Linked DNA regions of Mus musculus: region 1 is linked to region 2. Evidence: chromatin contacts called from public HiChIP or PLAC-seq data. All regions are on one chromosome and are shown on one strand. The core of a region is the stretch at or near the end of the contact, and the rest is flanking DNA. Distances in the headings are between cores, read along the strand shown. Region 1 overlaps Cacna1c (calcium channel, voltage-dependent, L type, alpha 1C subunit). Region 2 overlaps Cacna1c (calcium channel, voltage-dependent, L type, alpha 1C subunit).

Evidence for each region. HiChIP or PLAC-seq counts read pairs in DNA pulled down with a chosen protein or histone mark.
Region 1: a contact with region 2 is called in an H3K4me3 HiChIP or PLAC-seq map of the SCID.adh cell line, with 8 read pairs. The contact joins two enhancer-like sites. A contact is called at or near these places in 2 of 484 Hi-C or Micro-C datasets (the HL-1 cell line and nephron progenitors) and 3 of 115 datasets of contacts at active chromatin or transcription factors (the SCID.adh cell line, astrocytes and vascular smooth muscle cells).

The regions. Positions count from the first base shown.
Region 1 is chr6:119,062,222-119,068,436 of GRCm38.p6, forward strand. The region is part of intron 1 of Cacna1c (calcium channel, voltage-dependent, L type, alpha 1C subunit); the gene reads right to left. Among named protein-coding and RNA genes, the nearest start is that of Cacna1c, 43 kb to the right of the region's middle. Within about 2 kb of position 2,935, at least 4 of the 459 cell types and tissues checked have an H3K27ac peak or open chromatin away from gene starts, as enhancers often do. A contact at or near this core is called in the SCID.adh cell line, where this site is marked.
Region 2 is chr6:118,931,309-118,937,176 of GRCm38.p6, forward strand. The region is part of intron 3 of Cacna1c (calcium channel, voltage-dependent, L type, alpha 1C subunit); the gene reads right to left. Among named protein-coding and RNA genes, the nearest start is that of 4931430N09Rik, 54 kb to the left of the region's middle. Within about 2 kb of position 3,478, at least 29 of the 459 cell types and tissues checked have an H3K27ac peak or open chromatin away from gene starts, as enhancers often do. A contact at or near this core is called in the SCID.adh cell line, where this site is marked.

The DNA.
Region 1 (6,215 bases), core at 1,685-4,184, 130 kb after region 2:
AATCAGCAAACTGGACTCACAGGGGCTCACTGAGTCTGAACCAACAAGCAGGCCACCTGTTTGTGTCTGACCTCAGCCCTCTGTAGATATGCTGTTCTTGTGTGGTTTAGTGTTTCTGTAGAACTCCCAACAGTGGGAGTGGGGGTGGGGAGCTGTCTCTGATGCCTTTGCTTGCTTTTGAGACGCTTTTCCTCCCACTGGGTTGCCTCATCCAGCCTTACTATGAGGGAAGTGCCCAGTCTTATTACAACTTGAGATGCCATAATTGATTGAGATCCCTGGGTGGCCTGGCCTTTTCTAAAAGGAAATGGGGGAGGAGTGGATGGGAAGGGGAAGGTGAGAAGGGTGTGTCCAGGAGGAGAAGAGGGGGGAAAACTGTGGTCAAGATGCAATATATGCAAGAATAAATTAATTAGAAATATAAAAAAAATATCTGTCTATCCAAGGACACAGAACCTAACCAGTAGGATCCAGTATTCTTGCCACCTCCCTCCTCCACACTACCCTTAGGTAAAGATGCTCAGCTCCCTGGGCAACATAAAGGGATCTCTAATGAGCCACAGACATGGAAAAGATATGGACTTCAACATCATAGCCTCCTCCTGTGGTCATGTGACTTCTGCCAGAAATAGAGCTGGTGACTCCTGAAGAATGCCTAAGTGACTGGCAGATCAGAAGGCAGCTTGCCCCAGGAAGGAGAAGGCTGCAATGGCTGTCCTGCTGCAGTCCTTGTCACTCAAGTCCCTAAGTGCACAGCAATGGCCTCCTTTTGGGTCAGGGGTCACCAAAAACCTTTGCAGCCATCTACCTGTATTCTGCATCTATCAAGCCCTCATGGGTGACAAGGGACCCATAGAAGTGTAGTGAAATTGAAGGTGTCCTGGCCTGAGCCAGCGCACACCTGGTGACTGGAAAGCAAGAGGACCTTGTTGTCTCCTGGTCTTGAGCCAGCCAAGACTATCTGTCAACAGCTTAGAGGATCATATCCACAGATGAATCCAGCAGGCCTTACAGGGTCACCCTGTGGCATGGAGTGACAGGCAGACACTGGCATGGATGCTCTTCCAGCTTCTTCCTACTGCCTTCCTACCAGAGACAAAGACCTCAGTCTCAGTTGTCCGAAAGCCAGAATTCCTAATGCACCTTTAAGACTGCACAACTAAGACCCAAAACAAAACAAAACAAAACAAAACCAGACAGGGCAGGAATCTGCTCACTGGTACAGTGCTTCCAGGCCCTGCCAACAGTTTCCTAACCCCAGGGGCATTGGAGGCTGTGACGTCCCCAGCTTCCTACCAAATGCAGATCCCTTGACCTGTTCTGCAACGCTCTTCAGATGTCATTCCTACAAGACACCTATGGCCTCCTGCCCCAACTCTTCCAGCTAACGTCCTTCCATTCCTGTATCCTGTATCCTTTCTTCCTAAAGTCACCACAGCTGCTCAAGACACATCGGCTTACAGCATCGTGCTATGCACTACAGCTCTGTTGTTGTTATTTGGGTTTGGATTTTTGTTTTCTGAGACAGAGACTCACTCTACAGACCTGGATGAGCCTCAAACTCACTCGATAGCCCAAGATGATCTCAAACAAAAGGCCATTCTCCTGTCCGGGCTGCCCAGATGCTGGGATTACAGGCATGAGCCACTACTCCCCATCCCAATCATCACATTTACAGTAGTGAAAATGGGATGTCATTTTGAACTATCCAATATAGTGGCTGTCCGTCAAATGTGTCTGTAGAGCACATGAAACGTCTCTGGGACAATGGAGGAAGCACATTTTAATTTCTATTTCATTTCAATTAATCTCCATCTAAATAGACACAGAGTATCACATTGGGCGGTACTACTGTGCACTCAGAGCAGAGCACACGGTGAAGCCTGGGGTATGAGGAAAGAAAGAGAATAAGGAAGCACTTGGTTTCTAAGCAGGGAAGGGGAGCGACCAAGAATGGGTCTGGATGTGATAGACGGGCGGCTTTTCTTGAACTAACCACTGCCTGCAAAAAGACCTACCAAAGCGTAAGGATTCTCAGCTCTGATAGACAGTGAGGCCACGGCTATCTTTACCTGTCTGACACTCAAAAAACTAAGTGTGGAACAATTCTCCTCAATGGGCTGATAGAAACCTGATATTGTCCCTCAGGCTGGGAGGGGCGGTCGACATGAAAGCTTTCTCCCTTGAGTGTGTCTGCCGTGGAGCAGAGCAACTGAGCTGCTTGAACACAGTCCAGCAGCGTTCCAGCTCTTCCTCACCTTTCCAGAACAGAAGGGATGCGAAGAGCAGTCCCGTGCCCAGAGCTGTCGCATCTGTTCCACCAATAAGGGGCAGCGAGGGGCAAGGACATCTGCAGCATCTCACCAACTCAGCAGATCAGCTGCTGCCTTAAATAGCGCACCTTCCTCTGATGACCCACCAAAGGCAAGGGGACAGGCAGGTAGAGAACCCAAGCCTCTCCACGGCCACAGTAACCAGAAGGTGGCCCTGCTGACAGCACCCGCACCTTCTCAGACCAGCACGGAAACCTCTTCTCTGCAGTGTGGCAAGTCAAGAAGGTGACAGAGGAAAAGGAACCTCCATAGAGAGAGAGTCCTACTGAGGAAAGAGCCATCTGCTCCAGACTAAGGTTAACCTTCCCCACTAGACACTAATCATAGTGCTACGTTATCTTTGGTGGCCAGCATCGGCAGGCATAAAAGGAGGAAAACTCTTGCATGCATGCAGCTAAATCACGGCTCCCATCACTGAGGGCAAACCATGATGATGGTAAACTACCCCTCCACGTCTTCTTCCCCAGCATGGAGGCAAGGGAGGCACCATTTCTGCTGTTCACAACACCACTTGCTGACAGCACCCATAAATTCAGTGAGCTCAGAGTGAGCCTACTGAAAGTCAACATTGCAGACTCTCTCGTTAAGCGATGTAATTGGCTCTGACCGGGGGCAAACATCATGCTGGACAAACAGGAAGTCCTTGGGGTAACTAGTACCTGGGGACAGTGTCACAGCAGCTTGGCAAAACCCTGACAGAATACCTGAGAGTTCACACTTTCACTTTGTTTGTTTGTTTGGTTGGTTGGTTGTTTTGCATTTCCCAAATGTCATACATTGATTCTTCGGTGAGGAAGGACAAGTCTGATTTTGTTTTATAAATTACAGATATCACCAAAATTACCACAGCCAAACTAGTGCCCAACTCCTGTCCCACTGCTGAAAGTTCCTCTAGAGGGGGCCTAGCCTGCCTAGCAAGTATCTGCCTGCTATCACAGAAAGGAGCAGGGATTCCCATCTTCATGAACTCCTGGTGACTTTGTGCTGCCTGAAGCCAAGGCTCTCGACAAAGGCCACACACAGATAGGCATTTGCAGCAGTGACTCTACAGAATAAAACTATGTGGCCTGAAGGTGAACAAGATAGAAAGGTGGCTGAAAACAGGCTTTAGTGGTACACGTACTGTGTCTGTTGTACGTTCCCTATCTGGGGTGAGTAGCTGTACGTGTGGCATCTCCCCAGGGAAAGTTTTGTCACACAACATACACCCAGGCTCCTGAGTCTATAAAGTACCAAATAAATAGACATTTCTCTGGGCCTCAGTCAATTGCTCTGAAAAATAGAATTAGCAACGCATTCTTTGCAGGATGAACAAGAATACTTAATGAGATTGCATGTCTGGAAGTTCTACCCATAGAGCAATAGCTATTAATAAGAACTGCTCCAGATCCCCACACAGAGTGCCTCGGGACACAAAGGAAGACTACCTTCTTTCAATGAAGAGACATGAATATGAAAAGTGTGTTATTATTTTAAATATTCTCCTTATGCACATTCTTCCGTTTATGTAGCCATATCTTCAAGTTGATGCATTCCATATGCCCAGATCAAGTGTCAGTTCCTGAGAGGAAACTGCAAATACAGAGACATCCCACAAAATGTTGCCCCCATTCCAAGGAATCCATCAAGAAAAGGCTCTGAAATTGTCCCACTATTGGGGTTGCATGGCAGAGAGGAGGGGTGCTACCCCTCAGAGTCACACACTGAAAAAACAATATAAGTACAGAAACAGAGTCACGAAGGCCTATAGTCTTACACCTGGATGCCTCTCATCCTCACCAAGGTAGAAGAAAACACCATTTCCTTATTCCTTCATATTCCCGGACATTTAATAATGCTATGTGAAAAGTATAACATTTATTTCACTTACAATGGGGATTATGCCTATTTGTCTTGTTAACTCCCCAAAGCCCCTACCAACAGGCAAACAACAAGGCAGAAGGCAACCAAAGCAACAGCAAGAAAGCCACAGGCAAAATAAGCTCCATATCGATATACAGCTGTCTAGGCCCAGACTTGCCCCACATTTGGTGGACTCTTTCCAATGCAGAAGTAGCCTGAGATTGCATCCAGCTACTCTGCTCACTGCCTCCTATTAGCTTGTGCATAGGGCCACACGACCTTCTGAAAGCTACACATGAGAACCAAGTGCAACCAAGGGGCATTCATCTGAGAAGGGTAGCGAGGAAGACCCTGGGAGGTCTCTTTCTCTTCCCTCTCATTCTGTCCATCCCAGCCTCATCACAGTTACATGGAAGTCCACAAAGCCAGAGAGGCAGCGCCACAACCAGTATTTCTACGATTAACACTAGAAGGTAGCAAGTGTTGGTAACAATACAAAAGAGCAGAAGGAAGCCTCGCGCACGTCTTGTCAGCAGTGTGGCATGGTACAAGCCACCGTGCAAAGCAGGATGACAGTTCCTCAAAAATTAAATATTTGACTACTACATGACCCAGCAATTCCACTAGTGGGCGTAGAGTCAAAATTATTAAAAATTAAGAGGCCCAACAGGTGTTTGCACACCAAGGTTCACAGCAGCGTTTCTCACAAGAGACGGAAGACGGGAGCAACACAAGTGTTCACCAATGGATCAACAGGTTAGCAAAGTCAAAGTGTGTTCCACATTGGAATATTCCTCAGCCCTAAGGAGAAAGGGTATTCTGACACATGTTCCAACAAGAAGGAAAACATTATGATACGTGAAACAAGGCAGATATAACAGGATTTCATTACTGGGGGTTATTCAGCCTACACTCTAAATCGAACTGTCTCCATCTTCATCAGATCTGATTTTAGGGAGAGGCTATGGCAAATAGCCTGGGGACAACAAATGTGACGGCATCCATCCATCTGTGCAGCTTTGGGAAAGCCATCACCCATGCTGGGCAGACTCTCCAGTTGCTTTTGAGACCATCAAAGCTCCTGTTAGTAGCCTTCACCAACACTCTGGAGTAGCCCAATAGCACATATAACTCAATAAGGAGGTAGACTTTGTGGTCTAAGACACCCAAGGGTCCTTCCAGCAGGAATAACAAGAGAGTATAAACCAGTACTGAAGGGACCCCACGCCCTCCACAAACACTTCCAGGAAGCAATGACGCAGGCCCAGAGAAGGATTCAAAGAATCTTGATTATAAATTACTTTCAAATATCAAATAAATCATACATGCGGATGCACAAACAGGCCTTCACAACTGAGTCAAACCAGACACCTGCCTAAATACATCGCAAGTGCCATTCAATACCAGATGTCAGAGCCTCGGCTTAAGTCTTGCCCAATACCATCTGCAGGGTAGACCACAGTACAACCACTCTTCCACTCTGGCACCTCTCCTGGAGCTGGCCCGCACTGAGACCAGACAGAGGTGACTGATGAGGGAATGCCTTTTCAGTTCTACAAGCTGACAAATGTAAGGCAGGAGACACGGCATCAGTGCCTTTGCTGACAGGACACTGAGGCAGAGAGACACCTATGGCCCTGTCCAAGGAGACCCAGGCTAGGTTTGACTGATCTGCCTCCAATCCTCCAACTTCTCTGGCATCGTAAGCCCATGCTGGCGATCCCATGTACAGATATACCCTGAGTTCTCTCCACCTGTATCTCTCCCATCCTTCCTGTGCTCCCAGCTGTCCAATTTCTCTGATACTTTTTATATCTGGGGTCCCTCTATTCTAACATTCCCTTTTCATCTAGGGCAGAGGAAGTACCTGATGCCTTCATCTTTGGATGTACCCAAGACTGATGCCACCAAGTAGAGTATTCGTGGAGATCCTAGTCCTTTACGTAGGCCAACGCACTTCAGTGCTGCCTAGTTCTTCCTCTGCTTCAATTGCTTTAGAAGGCTAAGACAAAAGGTCTAGACATCACCCTCATTGTGAAG
Region 2 (5,868 bases), core at 2,228-4,727:
CCGGATGGACGCATCGACTCACCTGCCCTGGCCACAATGTCTTCTCACCACATCCCTCTCAGAATCCTAGACAGATGCCTAAGGGTTGTCCTGAGTAATCAGGAGAAGTACAGCAGGTGAGGTCTGGGTCACCATCTCTTCCCCATGCACTTGATCCAAGGTATTTACTGCACTGCTGAAGGTCTTACCAGAAGGAAAGCAGAGTGTATTACCTCTTGATTGGACTTGACCATTGCCATCATATAGGAGAATGAGACATCCAGTAGACACGGCCCATTGGCATGCCCATGAAGGAGAGGCTCACAGGCCACCAACATCCTCAGGAGCCCAACATCCTCATCTGAGGTAATCAGAGGTAAGCAGGTGCTGGAATGGGTCTCTTCAGAAATGTTGCTGCCCTGAAATTGCTCAGTAGTGCAGTTTGGCATCAAGCTACCCATGCCCCTGTAAGTAAGAACCCATTGCTAGACTTGGGTGGCATCATTTGCTATATTGGTGGCCTCAGTAGCTGGAACAAACAGGCAGGGAAAATCATGGTTCAATGGAAATCTTCAGGCCTGAGTTTCCACTCTGAGAATGTAGCCATCTGTAGCTTCCTTTGGCTCCTAAGATTCTGCTTGGCTAAGCATCCATTGGGGGTGAACCCCTCAAAGGAAGGTTTGTGATAAATGCCACCTCTGGAAACACTGGGCCCCTCCACCTACAGGGTCACTTCTCTTCTCTACACCGAGACTTCCCTGCAGCAAGTGGGCTTCCTTCTCATCTTGGCCTGATCATTAGAAAAGCAATAAACACAGTCAGAGACTGCCACCTTCTCAGAGAGTTATCCCAGGATACAGCAGTGCCGAGGCTGTCAGAGTCAGCCCCATGCTGCTCCATGGAACATGGCTTCTCATTAATACAGACAGAGGTGGCAGCACATCCTTGGTGAAAACCAGGGCTGTGTGGGGCTGTGCTGTGTGGTACTTTTTCCTCTGGGCATAATAAGATGCCATCTTGGATTTTGTCCTAGTAGTCATGGCAACTAGAGGAGAAAAATACAATTATATCCAGGTCTATAGTAATAGTGGGAACTACAGACACTCCCTGGTAGATGGAAGATGGAAAAGTCTCAAGACATGCACTTAAAATTCCAGCCTTTACCCACTCAAGCAGCGGCAAGTGGTCTGGAGAGACGCTAGTGTAATTCAGAGGTTGAAGGTTAATTGAAAGCAGGATGCTATAATTCAACTTCCATGAGGTCTTCATCTCGATGGGCTGGGACTCTGCCGTGATGTACTATTTGGGAGTCACCAGAGCTAACCCGTCACCTGTGATTTGCAAGAAAGCCCCATAAGCTCACTCTTCTCACCAAGCTAGCCTTGGTGGAATCAGACTTCGCCTGTTGCTGGTGCCCATCTGGGATGATGAGATGTTTGCTCTCACCTCCCCAGGAAAACTTGGCATGCCAGAACAGAGTGGGGGAGCTGCCTGTGGGGTGGACAGCAAGAAGGGGTGTCTGCAGAGGCAGCAAGAGAGGACCAGAGAAGGCTGAGAATGTGAAGGAGGACAAGCAGAGCAACACAATTCAGGTGGTAAGCTCACTATGGGAACGAGCCCTCCAGAAAGGTTGGCGGACAAGATCATTAGGTACGACGAGGAGTCATGGCAGAAAGACAGAAAGACAGTCAACAGACACACACAGCCTCACAGAAACCAAGGAAAGGCAAGAAAAGAAAGCCATGTGTTGCTGGGCTTTCGTTGAGCTGATGGCTGCGAGTTCACGGGACATGGATTACATACTCAGTGCACTGCAGCAACTAATTTCTAAGCAGATCAAAATAAATCAGAAAACAAAACCGCCCTGACAGCAGAGCAATGTGGAGATGTGTTAAGAGATAATTACAATCCTTTCTCCCATTTCACTACGTCTCTGCTGCCACGGGTGCCAGCGCTGAATCACAGTTGTCACTCCATCAAGAGGCCATGAACACTGGAGGAAGACTGCAGAGGGTGCCAGCCAAGCATGCCAGCATGCTGGTCTAGGGGGTCAGTCTACTGACAAGGATGTTCATCCCATCCCCAAATCTTAGAACTGCAGCCAGAAAGGGTACCTCATGCCAGCTAGGGGCCACTGTGCCAGGCAATTCTCCCCACCCCCATCTTCTGGGAATCTGTTGAGCATGGCCACTGTCACTCACTCTGCAAAGAAACTGGCTTCACGGCTTACAATAGTATATCCTAGAGTCAAATCGGTCTAGTTCTATGGGCTCCTAGTCAGGTGGCCTTGGGCAAGGTCCCAGAGTTATATAATCCTGTCTCCTTATCAAAGAGAAAATAGGCAAATATCAGTGGTGGACAGTCATCAGGAGCATTAGAATAATGTACAAACAGTATCTGTAACTGGTAGGGTTTACTGTTAGACATCATAGCTATTGTTACCCTTGCAAAGCTGAACTGAGAGGCCACCAACTTATGGATCCTTGAGACTACTGCCCAAGTGACAGATGAAGCATCCTGGGTGTCCTTGTTGAAACTTCTCAGACATGCTCCTGACTTCTGAACGGATGCCGCAGGTCCTCAGTTCATCAGGTTGGGGGGCAGCTTAGAATAGGGTCTATAGAATGATGACCCAGTGCCACGAAGAAGAAAGCTACATAGGAAGCAACTTAATACTTGGAGGTTGTTTGCTGCCTTGGTGGCCCCACCAGCATCCCATGTCTCCAGCAACCTGTGGGGATGCTTCCCCAAGACATTTCTTGAAGAAGCACAGGTCCTCAGTACCTGCCACTGAAGATCATTGAACTCTCCACCTGCTCCCTCCTGCAGATACTCCTCCTCTCCCTACCTGGAGGCTGAGAAACCAAAGGTCTTAGATGTTGAATAAATTACACTATGAAGTGGCTGCTCCGGGCTGACACTTCTCTTAGGAGATTTCCTTCTTAAGGAGTGTTCTTCCCCTGACATGATCTGTTGAGAGCAACATGGTAAACACATGTCCCTCTTCTGGTCCTGCTGGAAGAGGAAGGGATGGACAAAAGCACAGAGTCTGTCCTGAACATGGGGCCCAGCGCCTGGAGAGTGAGCAGTAAGCCACCAAGCAAGCATCTGGTTCTCACTCTGCCAGCAACCCCCACTCGCTGGCAATGCCAGTCTCTCAAGCATGCTAACGATGTCACCTGCTCTTCTTGAGTGGACTGGGACTTCCTGGTGGGGGAAGGGGAAGAACACCTGCAGATCTGCAGTTGACGACAAGAGACACCATGGCACCAGGATGAAAGGCCTTAGGAGATGAGGAGCCCTGCCTGATCCTGCAGATCCATGGCTCTCCTTAGCCCAAGGAAAGTCCAGCGATGTGCCAGCTGCCCCTGCTCCCACAGTCCTCAGCCTCGGGTCCTTCAGGACTATGACTTCCTGTATAAAGCCCTTCATCAGCCTTGAGTGTTCCTCCCTCATTTCCTCACGGTCTCTCCTATTCTCTCACCAGAGACTCAGGTCATGTGACAAGACCGCCAGCTGTGCCAATAAGCCAGCCTGAGGGCTTTCAAGGAGGTCACAGGCCCTGAGATCTCTGAGCACCGCAGAAGCTGATGGAGGGGGGGGAGAGGGGGTTAAGGTCCCTCACAATAGCGGGCAGTAAGTGGCTCTGTCTCTGCCCTCAGAAGGCTGTGGTCTCAGAGAACTAATGCCATGAAGACTTTTCTGAGGCCCGGATGATTTGTTCAGTATGTTTTGCAAGCACACAGGGAAAGCCTGAAAACAGAATAATTTGGAAGTGGGGAGCACTCCATCTCAGGATGCACTTTCTAGAGGGGTTTAGATTAAATCAACACAATCTTGCCAGCCTAGCACGCACTTGCCTCTTTTCCCCTCCTTGGTCTGTGGTCTATCAACATTGGTGTGGTCCCTCGATACTCTGGATTCTGTTTGAGCAATGAGAAGCTATACTGAACATGACACGCACTAATTTGGTGTTAAGTTCTGAACAACAACCAAAGTTTTCACCTTATGGTCCCTCCTTCTTATCCTGTTCTCATAAAATACCAGAAGCATGGTTTTCTGTCCTTGTGCCTTTGGACCTTGGGATGGTAATGATGTCCGTGCAAAATGGCACCTCCTGTCGTCTTTGCTTTCTTTATTCTCTGCAAAGATGCCCTTTGATTCCTCAGCTGCATAGATAATGCATCTTCTTGTGACACCAATTGGACACTAGATGCAGATGTTCAGTATGACGTTTAGCTAGGAGTCTAGGTAGGGAAGTACCGGGTGACTGACCATCTCCTAAAAAGACACCACATCTCAAAATATCTGCCCAACATCCTCTGTCCTAGAGGGCTGAGTGTGTTTCCAGATCCAGAAACCAGGCACTCAGAACTGCTCTCCCCGCAGTCAAAGCCAGGGACTTCACTGGCACGGGGCCACCAGCAGCCTACTGACTCCTAAGGTTCCCATGTGGATGGTAGCATGGGGCAGAGCTAGTCTAGCTGATTTGTTTCAGCCAGTCTGTACATGACATCCTGATCCCCACTGTTCCCTCCCTGATTTTTGGATTCACCCTCCACAGAATGTGTTTCTTGTATTGAAGTCATTTTTCTCATTGTTCACCCTTCCCTGTGTAGAGGTGGAGGCATTTTGCAACTGTTGGTGTTTCGATAAAGCCTAAGTGATTAGTCATATATCTATCGCCCTTGCTCAACACAGGAGCTTTCAGCACATGCCACCAGGACAGCCAAGAGAAGGCTAGGGCTGGAACACCTAGACCATTTATTTACAGGACCCTCAGATCTGCCTAGCTGAAGTTTGGCCAGAATACTCAGCACGAATGTGCAGTGTAAGATTGAGTGGGACAGCAAGGACCATTCCGTTCTTTCCCTTGCCTCTTCCGGAACTAAATCATCTTTAGCAGATGGTGTTTCTATCCACAATCTCCCTGGGAAACCTCCTCACTGCCTAGCAACCTCCAGCCCTGGAAGTCCTCACTGCAGCCTTCCCTAGCTGCCCACAACTCTACTGGCCCACTACCCAGGACACTCACAGGAAGAGAGGCCATGGTGGAACCCTCCCAAGACAACAGACTCCATGAGTGTTCCCTTGATAATCCCCCTTCAAACACAAGGTCTCCTACATTCCCCAGACTGCCCAGGGGCATCTTCTATGCAGCCACTCAAAGTGTAGGATAGGAAGCCACACATCCTCTGGAACCAAGGCTGCTGGGGCCACCTATGAGAGGATCAGCATCAATCAAGAGCTCTGAGCTTTGATCCTAGGAATATGAACCCTGCCAGAACCCCAGGCTTCTCAGCCTGCTTTTGGCTCTGCCTCTGTTCACCCCAGCCATATCCTTGAAAGCTGACTCTTCAGAGGAAGCAAGTCAACCCCTTCCCAGCATCTCCCTCTCCAGAAACCATATGATTGAGAAATTTTGGAGCATATCAAGGTTCAGTGACAGAGGAAAACAAACGGGTCCTTAGAAAACACATACGCTGTTCAAAAATGGAGGCCCATATCGTTACCATTCCAGCAGAGACCCAAAGATCCTAAAAACCTGCTCCTTTTTACCCATCAATGATGTGAGAGGGCACAAACCTCCTATCTTTAAAAAACCCTCTCATCACTTTACATGCAATAAACCTGAACCGTGTCAGATATATGGCAGTGATCTGAGACCAAAGGAATAGTCTGCCAGAGAAGCAGGGCAGCCATAGGATGAGATTTCCTCCTGGTCACAAAGTAGGCAGTGCTCTTAAACAAGTCACACTGCAAGAATCCCAAAGTTAGAGACATTCTCGCCCCCTTCTCCTTCCTCCCTCTCCTACTCCTCCTCCTCAGTGGGAGAGGGAAAACGGGCTCCAAGCATTCTCTACAGACCCTGGACAAAAGAGTTCCAGG